Linked DNA regions of Mus musculus: regions 1 and 2 are each linked to region 3. A link is a contact called in public HiCAR-type and HiChIP or PLAC-seq data. All regions are on one chromosome and are shown on one strand. The core of a region is the stretch at or near the end of the contact, and the rest is flanking DNA. Distances in the headings are between cores, read along the strand shown.

Region 1 (3,721 bases), core at 681-3,180, 580 kb before region 3:
AGCATTAAAATTAAGAAATCTACGACTAAGCATTAGAATCTGGGAACTACATGAGAGAAAACAGCTGAAAGGGAGATACTTAGTAGGATGGGGAAAGGGGAGGAAGGAAGGGGGCAGGTATTGCTGTTTTCATTACAAGACAAGAAGTTCTGAGGAACACTGAAACTAAGTGCCTGAAAGCTAAAGTGTGGGCAGTTCTTAGTTTTAAGCACAGGTAAGGAAGTGGCCCTAAGGCGTGTGTCGCTATAATGACCGTAGTCCTGACTCCTATGAAGACCAGAGGTCACAATGTGGAAAAGGACGGAGGTAAAGCTTCCTGAGAGGAGGAAAATGAGGGCTTAAAAAAAAAAAAAAACACTCTGCACAAGAATGTGGAAGAGCAGCTCCAAGGCCAAGCAGCTGGATGGCTTTGCAAAGGGAAGTAAGAGGAGCTTTTAAAAGGTGACTCTCTAGGGTGGGGATTCAGCCCGGCTGTTGGACTCTCTAAAATACCAGGACCCTGGACTGATGCCCAGCACTCATCACTGGTCGATGGTTCATTGTGGTGTGGCTGGGACAATATGACAGGAAGGTGATATGCTGATCTGTGTCTGCATCTTAGTTTAACAGACTGTCCCATCCAGGTACAATGTAAGCTCCACTTCCACTCCAGAATGAGCTTGCAACTTTTCTCCTTAGAATATCGAGCAATATGAATTCCCAAAAATGTGCGTCACTGTTTCCAGAGCAGAGGGGTCACTGTCTTTTTCTTTAGCGTAAAAGGCTAGGAGGATGGTGTTTCACGTGCTAGCCTCTGATCTGGCTTTGTGTTGAGAGCTATGGAAGCAAAGCCTGCCTTGGAAGTTGTTCTACAACTGGGGCTGGAGAGATGACTTAGCCGTTAAGGGTCAAAGGTTAGGAGAACTGGAGATTGGTCCCCAGTACCCACATGGTAGCTTACAACCTTCTGTAATTCCAGTTCCAGGGAAATCCAATGCCCTCTTCGAGCCTTCCCGAGCACCAGGCATGCACATGATACACATACATACATACATACATACATACATACACACACACACACACACACACACACACACACACACACACATAAAGCAAGCACTCTTATCCACTTAGCCGTCTCCACAGCCCCCAAGGACTAATTTTAAATGTGATTACTATTCCTTTTATTTTCCCTAGCCCATCAAAGCCTTGCATGCCTATCCTGTAATTAAGAGAAACTTCTAGCCTAGGGAGTCCTGTGATCTCTATCATCATTATGGGATGGACCAGGACCCTCAGGGATCTCTGGAACTTTCCTATAGAACGGGACAGAGAAAGTAACCAGAAGCCATCTAGGTTTACACAGCTCTTGTGCTGACTCATCGTGGTGGGGTTGGAATAATTCAGTAAGAAGGCTATGATGTGCTGAACTGCATCTGCATTCGCATCTGCATCCGCATCCGCATCTGCATCTGTATCTGCATCTGCGTCTGTGTTTGCATTTGCATCTGCATCTGTATCTGCAGCAGATTGTCCCTTCCATGTGAAACAGGAGCTCCACCTCCCCTCCAGAATGTGCTTGGAACCATTCTCCTGAGAAAACCTGGCAATATTAGTCTCCAAAATGTGTCAGTGTTTCAAACAGGAAGTAGATAGCTCTCCCAAACTGGGATAAAGTCCAAGAAAGGCGTATTTACCAAGTGACTCATTGCGACGGAATGGCAGTGTTGGGAAGCCACAGAGAACAGTGTAGTAGGCAGTAATGGTAGAATAGTCCAGTCTCTAGAGCAAACGGGATAAAGTTAAAGATTATCAAAGACCAGAAGGGAAAATTCTGCATAGAGCATTGAAAGGGGCGCACACAGGGAAGGACACAGGTTGCCAATAGTGTGCTTGCACTTCTGTGAAGGCTTCCCACTGATTAGCCTGCTGGAACCCAGAGGGCAAAGGTGCTTCTGAGTTGGTGCTTTAAAGTTCAGCCTCCAGGGTGAGAAACAGGGTGAAAGGTGAGGAGCTTTAAGCCCAGGAAAAGGGACAAAACACAGCACACCTCACAACATCCAGAATGCTGAGAACTGGGATGTGTGATTAAGTAGCTACTGTTGTGCTTCCTAACTCAAATCTATTTCTCCGACTGAAGTGTATGGACTCTTACCGCGTAGGAAGCACGTACAGTCGTCAAGAGCTTACCAGACTTTTCTTTTCTTTCTTTTTTTTTTTAACTTCTATCCTGTACCCATTTCTGTATGGTTCAGTTTGACCTTGAACCTCCCACTTAGCAAAGATAAGAACATATTACCTACCCCAAAATCTTAATCAATAAAACCCAATAAAATTTTGCATCTCTGTCTTCTCTCTCTCTCTCTCTCTCTCTCTGTCTCTCTGTCTCTCTCTCCTCTCTCTCTCTGTCATGTATTTTTGTTAGGAAGAAGCCTGTTAGGAACTTTATATTGAAGACAATATTGTAGTATTATTCAAATAAACAAAAGTGCTAGCAGGAGGGTGGCAAGTTTGGCCTTATGAACATGCACTATTCTCTTCTTCAAAATCAGTATTTATTCCTCTTCCTCCCACTCTTCCTTCCTTTGTGTGAGTGTGTGCATATGTGAGAGAGAGAGAGAGAGAGAGAGAGAGAGAGAGAGAGAGAGAGAGGGTGATGGACACTAAACCTCGGGCTTCATACGTGTTAGGCAAGTGTTGTACCATTGAGTTATCTCACCATTTTTTAAAAACAGTTTTTAACATGATTTCTTATTTTCTGTGTATGTGTAGGGTCAGTGTATGTGTGCACCATGAACGTGCAGGTGCCTGTGGAGGCACGAAGAGGACATTGCATCCCCTGGAACTGTAGTTGCAGGTGGTTGTACACTGCAAGGCTTGGGCTCCAGGAACTGAACTGAGCAGGGTCCTCTGCAAGAGAAGTGCCTCTTAAGCTCTGAGCCATCTTTTCCAGCCTTGGGTACACTTTGGATAACAGTCATGTACTGGGTAGTGACTGTATTAGGAGAAATGTGTCCTTAGTGATTTTTCTCATCATGTGAGAAGAGCCCATTTGTATAAATCAAGAAGCTATGATGTCACTGGGTAATTTGATCTTTTGTTTGTTAGTTTGTTTGTTTTTGAGACAGGATTTCTCTTTATAGCCCTGGCTGTTCTGGAACTCACTCTGTAGACAAGGCTGGCCTCGAACTCAGAAATCTGCCTGCCTCTGCCACCCAAGTGCTGGGATTAAAGGCGTGCGCCACCGCTGATGATTTGACCTGTGAGTCCATTGTGGTATAGGCTGGCTGTCATTGACTAAAACATTATGAGATCCATGACTTCCTGTCATTATAGTATTAAATAATGAAGAAGAGCATTTTCATGTATTACTTTAATACCTGACAAAACCAGCGAATTATAGGAAATTTACATTTTCCTTTATTCTTGAATGTCTCACATGCACAACCGCCACTTTATTTCTGTGTGTTTTTATGAAGTGGATGAAAATGGATATTATAGATTTACTTGACCAATAGATTTAGATTTTCCTGGCATACTTTATGCTACTGCTGCAATATTTTGCTTTACCATCTCAACTACATGATAGGAGCTTTATATAAACATAGTGAATCAACTACATCTGTAATTTTCTGATAAAAACATAACAAACATACAAGAGTAATTCTCCAGTGAAGAAGGTGCAATCCTCAGACTCCAAGCCATAGAAACCTAAGCAGGACAAAGGGAGCTGGGGGAAGGG
Region 2 (3,502 bases), core at 706-3,205, 1.0 Mb before region 3:
TTTCTGTCTCCAGCACACGTTGAAACAAAACCATCTTGGAAAGGGGATGATGGCAAATGGATGAAAGACTAGCTTCTTGTCATTTGGTGGTTACTATAGCAATAATCATGATGGGGGGTTTCCAGCTGCAAGTGGTTTCTATAACAACATGATAGGGTGCTTTTGAAATGGACCAGAGGCAAATGGATTCTTCGTGGGTTTTTTTTAACCCTTTTATACCTAGGATTGGCATTTTCTTGGAACGCACGGTTTATTTAACAGAACCTTGAAATTATTGCTTTAATGTTTTGAGGATTAAACAATCAATTATTTTATACAGTCCTGGCTTGAGCTGATGTTATTTTGGTGTCCTTTACTTCTGGATAGCATCTGTATTCTTGTTGTTGTTGTTGTTGTTGTTTTGTTTTTTTCAAGACAGGGTTTCTCTCTATATAGCCCTGGCTGTCCTGGAACTCAGTCTGTAGACCAGGCTGGCCTCGGACTCCGAAATCAGCCTGCCTCTGCCTCCCAAGTGCTGGGATTAAAGGCGTGCGCCACCACCGCCCGGCACATCTGTATTTCTACAAATAAAACTGAGATAAAACGTAGAAAATATCTTTAAAACATACAGAATATTTGTGAAAGATACAAATTTTCACTACATATTCATTTACTTATTTGTGATTTATGTGAGTGTGGCATGCCTCTGGAGATCAGAAGTCAGTTTGTGACAGTTTTGTCTGTCCATTGTGTGAGTATTCCAGATTGACCTAAGGTGGTTAGGCTGAGATGCTAGCACCTTACCCACTGAGCCATCCCATTAGACCCATTTTATAGTATTCACTAACACAGGGAGAACTTCTAATAGCCTTTATAGAAAAACCTTCTAACTTTCACATAGATTGTCCAAAGGTGGTTGATATGGTGGAAAAACAGACCAATGGCTGTGCTAGTGTACTCTGCCATAGGTGGAGAGACTTCTGCTCTCTGCAGATTAACTGTGCAAATTTTGTTATACCATCCAAAATGCTCTAAGTCATGGATGATCCATCTCTCTTTGACTAATAACTCAGGAAAATGTTATAAAAGGAAGCTTAGTACCTTGCCCAAAGCTATCTTAGTGTGGGAAAATAAGACAGAACAGAACAAAGGAACTGTCTCACTCATAAATAAGCACCATTCCAGAGCTTCTAAGTGAGTGTTCAAAAGATAGATAACTGGTCCAAGGCACAGGACTGCTGCTTCGTGGTGGGTTGGATACAATTTTTAAGAGAAATAATGACATAAGGCTTAAATGTAATCATTCTATCAGTTAAAGAAGATGAGAATTAGGCTTGCTTCTTTCAGTTCCATGGGTCAGTTAGGAGGTATACACAGTGACGAGTAATGTGCGGGCTTCATTTTCAAAACATCACTTTAAATACTAGCATTAGACAAAACTTCCATAAATATATTCAATTTACAGATATGGAATTTGCTGGACTTTATCCTTCTTTTCCCATCAACTCAAAAAACATATTAAATACAAAGGCATGCCCTCGAAACAGAGGTGGTCACGGCCACGGTGTTGGTGTTTAAGATCAGGCGCTTTTGTGGTATGTAACTCCTTATGCACACCCCCAAATGGAGCCTTTATGCTTTCTATTCAGTTAAGCTGCCAATCCCATGTATGAGACAGTCTCTTGCAGCTCTCAGAAGGATGCCAGTACCCCTACATTTCCCTGGGAGTTTTCAAACATCAGCATTTTCTTTTCCCTGGTGTTTCATGCTAAGCAACACAGCCTCAGAATTCATTACTTATGCACTTGCCTTCCCCTTCTGGGTAGAGTCTGCCAAACAGGTCCCTGCGAGCTCAAGCCCTGTTTTGCATGTATCCTGTGACGTTGTGCAGAAGAGCCAAGGCATGTCTATGTGCACCAAGGCCCTGCTTAGAAGCGGATGTGCCAGAGCACGCCAGGCAGGGAGCCCCTCAAACACCTCCAAATTGTATCCAGACCAGAGGCACTGCGGCTTCGCAGCTGTTGTGCTCAGTGCCAGGGAGCTCTTAGCTGAATAAAGAAAAAGAAATCTATTCAGGGTGGCTTCCAAGTTAGCTGGTAGCCACAGTAACCTGGGTTTTCCCCCAGATGCCAACCACAACTTCGAGAGATCTGAGTGAAGCAAATCAGCCTCTCTCTGTTCAAGTGTAGTGAGCCATAGAGTGAGCAAAACCAATTTCCCCAGGGAAACCAATTAGCCAGAAGAGCAAAACAATCAGTATGTATTCTCCAAACTATTCAAGACACATGGGAGCGTGCAAAATGCATAATCGGGGACTGGGGAAACAACACAGTGGTCAAAGCACTCGTGACCCAAACAGTTAACGTGAGGACGGCAGTTCAGATCCCCAGAAACCTAGTGGAAATCTGGTGGGTACATTTAGGCCTCTGTAAACACATGCATTCATGTATGCACACACCATTACACATCTGTGCTCACATACATGTGATCAATGCATGTACACACTCATGTAACACACACACGACAATAAAATAAAGTGCTCAATCCTAACTGAACACATAGGTCATATATACAGACACACTGAAAAATCCTAATACTTGACCTTATAGAGCTAATATTTTAGTAGATGACTGTTACAACGTATCTTAGCAACAGTAAGTCCTGGGACTGCTCTGGCTGGAGATTCACAAGACTGCAGCAATATGGGAGATGTGACCAAAGCGTGCCTTGCCCAGGGCTTCTGAGGATGTACACTATTTGAAGATACCTTACAAATGTCTCTCATGGGGCACACTGAGATGCCTTAATTGTAGTTACAACAATAATGAAGTAGCACATTTCAATTACAGAGAAAAACATCTTATGCACAGTCACTACAGTGCATGACTCTTCTAGGGCTTAGTTGCTTCTCCAAACACATGAAAACATCAAGAGCTGCCCTGTCTGCAGCATCAGCCATTAGTCACATGTGGCTTTGATAGCTGGAGTGTGCTGAAAGTATAAAGCACACTTGCAAAGAAAATACAAATGGTACCGTTTGATCTAAGTAATTTTGTAGTAATTATATATTGAAATGAAAATATTTTAGGGATACTTGGCTACACTAAATATATTAAAATTAATTTTGACAATTGGTGTTTTACATTACTCATTTATTTACCTTGTGTGTGTGTGTGCGCGCGTGCAGCATGTGTGTGTGTGTGTGTGTGTATGTGGTGTGTGTGTGTGTGTGTGTGTGTGTGTGGTGTGTGTGTGTGTAGTGTGTGTGTGTGTGGTGTGTCTGTGTGTATGTGTGTGTGGTGTGTGTGTGTGTGGTGTGTGTGTGTGTGTGTGGTGTGTGTGTGTGTGTGGTGTGTGTGTGTGTGTGGTGTGTGTGTGTGTGTGTGTGTGTGTGTGGTGTGTGTGTGTGTGTGTGTGTGTGTGGTGTGTGTCTGTGTGTATGTCTGTGTGTGGTGTGTGTGTGTGTGTGTGTGTGTATGTGTGTGTGTGTGGTGTGTGGTGTGTGTGTGTGTGTGTGGTGTGT
Region 3 (3,539 bases), core at 17-2,516:
TCTCTACTGGTGGCTGAATTAAAAAAAAAAACAGAGCAGTAATACTCAATGGAAAATCCATTTTTCAGATTTGCTACAGTGCAGGAGTAGAGGGCACACGTAAGTCTAACAGGCAGCCTTTGTGATGTGTTCAGCAGGAGAGGGTTTAGGAAGTTAAAATCAGTAATTTCATAGGCACTGAGGTTATGCAACAACTGGTTAAAATCATTGCATATGATGAAGAGTTGGCATATTTATGCATTACATATGAATATATTCATTTACATATAATATTCATATAGAAATGAATATTATATATCATGTATATAAATGAATACAACCTACTCAGCCTATATAATATTACTTGTATACATATGTTTTCAGGGTCGGGCATTTGGTATTAGATAATCAATTGGTTTATTTCTTTACCTATTTTTCTTCTCTGAGACTATTTCTTTTACTCTCTCACAGAATTCCTTAGTTGTGTGTTGTGTACGGTTGAGGCCAGTAAGCCCCTGTCCCCTGAGTTAACAATACACCTTGAGGTCATATAATACTATGACTGCCATCCTACTGTGTACTTGGCCTGCTTGCTTAACTTGATTTAAGAGAACAAAAGAACACCCAACTTTATTTGCTTTGGATTTCCAATATAATCACCTTTTACAACCTACACTAGTGCATAGCTGTAATCTTAAATTATGTACTGTTCCATGCCCCTGACCCAGAGAACAGTGTGTGTGTGTGTGTTTGTGTTATGATAATCATTTGTTGAAAACAGCAAATATGTCAAAAGAGACCTTATGCTACAAATACTTGCCATAAATGTTGGAAACAGCATAGAGATATTGTTTGATACACGGTATGTTGGCAGTATTGTCTGTCACATGGCTCAGTTGAACTCTGTGATATTTTTGCTTATAAAACTTTGCTAAAGATTTCTGTAAAGTATCTCTTATACCCCCCCTCCCCCGCTCCAGTGAGAGACATGAGCCAAACACTTAGACATTAGGCAGCATACATAAACACATATCAGACAGACTAGGGACAAACCAGAAAGTAGAAGCTACCTAAGACCAATGTATTTTTCCCTGCACAAAGAGGATTTTCTTCCGGTGAGGTAAAGGTGAATGCAGAGTGTTTGCAAAATGCCCTGAGACCGTCAGAGCAATAGCACAAGGAAGTAAGTACCTATCAGATTGGGTATAATACCGTCTTCCCAGGGCAGTGACTTAGAAAGAGAGGGCTTGGGACTGTTAAAGGGGTGTGCGTGGCAGGATGTGGTCAGCTGGCTTTTGTGCTCTTTGTAGACTCTGTGAGTCAAGTGTGAGTCATGTCATGAGAAGTCTGTGTGGAATCTAACGAACAGCCCCAGGGAATGGCAGGAACCCAAAAGCAAAGCGTGTTCATGGGGGAGCTGAGTTCTACTTCTCATGGAGAAGCTAGTGAGTAAGGGCCAGAAGCCTCGCTGTGACCTGTCCTTCATCTGTACAGTGAGCAGATTAACCTCCATCAGCAGGAGGCCTGATGTGTTTGACTTTATGTAAGTGTTGGGAATCAATGAGGAAAATCTAAACAATAGTATCCAGGAGACTAAGCACAGCTCACCACACTGAGGTCCGAGCTAGCTGACTGAGGGGTGTTGACTGTTTCTGAAAAAAAAAATGGTAGTACCTGTAATTATTAACTGATTTATTTTTTTTCTCCCACTAGAGGAGACATCATCACGAAGTAGGAAGATGTAAAGCAATTAGAAATATTCTCTGGCACCGTGTCAGCAGCCCTCCTGGCTCGTCTTCTCTAATTAAATATGAAATGTTGTAAAGTGGCTCATTCTTGCAAGTTTTCTCTTTTATTTCAATGGTGTCCATACACACTAGAAGAAAGAAAAAAAAACCCATAGGCATAAGGGTTCAAATTGACCAATCTGTAGATGCTCAGAATTGAATTTGGGTGAAAACAGTTCTAAGTTTCCAATAATTCAATATATTTCTTTTAACATTAGCTAGAAATGGCCATGTAGTTCAAGATGCCAAATGCACTCAGTATGGAGGGAGGACACTGATTATTTTAATGGATTTGTTTAAAAATGTATAGTGTTTTCTGCTTATTCAGGAAAAAATCTAACGATTTCATTCACTATCAGGAAGAAAAAAAGCAATGCATATGTTATATATTTATATACCCACAATAGATCACAACCACAGAAGTAGTCAATACCATGGATGACAGCTGGACACAGCTACATAACTGGTGAAACAGAATACCCTGCAGAGTGAAGTTGCTCAGACTGGAGACTGATGCTCCTGTGTGAGAATGGCCCTTCCTCCTCCAGTAGAATTCTATTAGCTATAAAATAATTTCTGAAAAAAAATTATGTTTGAAATTTATGGAACTTAAGTTTTTAAAATTTTCCCACTTGCTTTTACATCAAAAGCAAATCATAAGCTAAATTTATTGAGGTTAGATTTTTGAATTTTGAGAGGAGAATACTGCTATGGAGTAAAATTTAGTTTTGTGTAAATCTCAAAAGTTGAGGGGTTATTTTAAAGAGCATGGCTATAAGGAGTGTTCCATGAGCAGTTTGATGGGGAATGCCCATTGCTACATATTGCAGGAGAAAGACTTTTGGAGTTAACATCTGTTTCTTCATTCAACTTTTACCTTAAAAAAAACCAACCCACTAGTTTTCAGAAGGGGAACCAGGACGCATGTGCCTGTGAATTAATGCAACTTATTCTCATCATTCGCTATTGCTGTGAATCTTCCCAAAGTAAGCGAGCATCCACAAGCGCTGAGGAAGAAGTCATAGAGTATCGAGTGTCTTTGTTTTCTTCCACCTAGCTGGAGGAAGGCTGGCAAGCTCTCAGGATCAGGCACTCCCTCAAGATTGCAAGAGCTTCCTGGCTTGATACTGGCCAGAAATAACACCACAGAATGTTTTTTTACAATTCTACTTTTGGGTAAAAACAGGAAAGGGAGAGGCAGGTTGAAATTAAATTTAAAAATAATAAGATGGATATGAGCAGAAAGAAAATATAACCTTTTCTTTTCAGTTTGGGAAAAAATAAAAACGAACTCTGATCATCCAGATTGTTCACTTACGTGCTTTTGAGTAGGGGGATTATGGAGTGCTTTAAACATGTTCCAGGATTTCTCTTTACTTTTTCCCCACACGTGGGCTACTGAGCTAAGCTGACCGTTCCTCACTCACCTCTCGGACCTGGTAGTCACTCCACTGGAAAGACTCTCTGCTGTCTCAAGTGCTCGGTCGGAGCAGGCGAGGTGCTTGCACACTAAAGGGCCTTTGCATATTCTCAGGACTGAAACAATTGTTAATATTTGTAGTTGGCTATTACATTTCCCATCCCCATCCAATCAGTGGTTACTAAACATGGATCATTTATATAACTGCAAATGCTATGCCAAAGCGCTAAATCTAACATTTGACGGGCAGAAAAAAAATATTGTTATTGAGTACAACGTTATTTTTCAAACTCTGAAGGGGATAGCAGAGTAATATGAGGAGAACTCCCGATCTTTTGTCTTTCCATGCTTTC

The links. HiCAR-type assays count read pairs that join an accessible place to other places. HiChIP or PLAC-seq counts read pairs in DNA pulled down with a chosen protein or histone mark.
Region 1: a FOXA1 HiChIP or PLAC-seq map of pancreatic cancer cells shows a contact between it and region 3. The contact joins two enhancer-like sites. A contact is called at or near these places in 1 of 115 datasets of contacts at active chromatin or transcription factors (pancreatic cancer cells) and 1 of 9 other capture datasets (embryonic stem cells).
Region 2: a HiCAR-type map of astrocytes shows a contact between it and region 3, with 2.6 times the contacts expected there. The contact joins two enhancer-like sites. A contact is called at or near these places in 5 of 484 Hi-C or Micro-C datasets (cortical neurons, olfactory sensory neurons, pro-B cells and 1 more) and 1 of 115 datasets of contacts at active chromatin or transcription factors (astrocytes).

Annotation. Positions count from the first base shown.
Region 1 is chr1:138,926,925-138,930,645 of GRCm38.p6, reverse strand. No RefSeq gene overlaps it. Among named protein-coding and RNA genes, the nearest start is that of Dennd1b, 35 kb to the left of the region's middle. Within about 2 kb of position 1,930, at least 151 of the 459 cell types and tissues checked have an H3K27ac peak or open chromatin away from gene starts, as enhancers often do. A contact at or near this core is called in pancreatic cancer cells, where this site is marked.
Region 2 is chr1:139,345,389-139,348,890 of GRCm38.p6, reverse strand. The region is part of intron 1 of Crb1 (crumbs family member 1, photoreceptor morphogenesis associated); the gene reads left to right. Among named protein-coding and RNA genes, the nearest start is that of Crb1, 30 kb to the left of the region's middle. Within about 2 kb of position 1,955, at least 66 of the 459 cell types and tissues checked have an H3K27ac peak or open chromatin away from gene starts, as enhancers often do. A contact at or near this core is called in astrocytes, where this site is marked.
Region 3 is chr1:138,346,413-138,349,951 of GRCm38.p6, reverse strand. No RefSeq gene overlaps it. Among named protein-coding and RNA genes, the nearest start is that of Atp6v1g3, 74 kb to the right of the region's middle. Within about 2 kb of position 1,266, at least 160 of the 459 cell types and tissues checked have an H3K27ac peak or open chromatin away from gene starts, as enhancers often do. A contact at or near this core is called in astrocytes and pancreatic cancer cells, where this site is marked.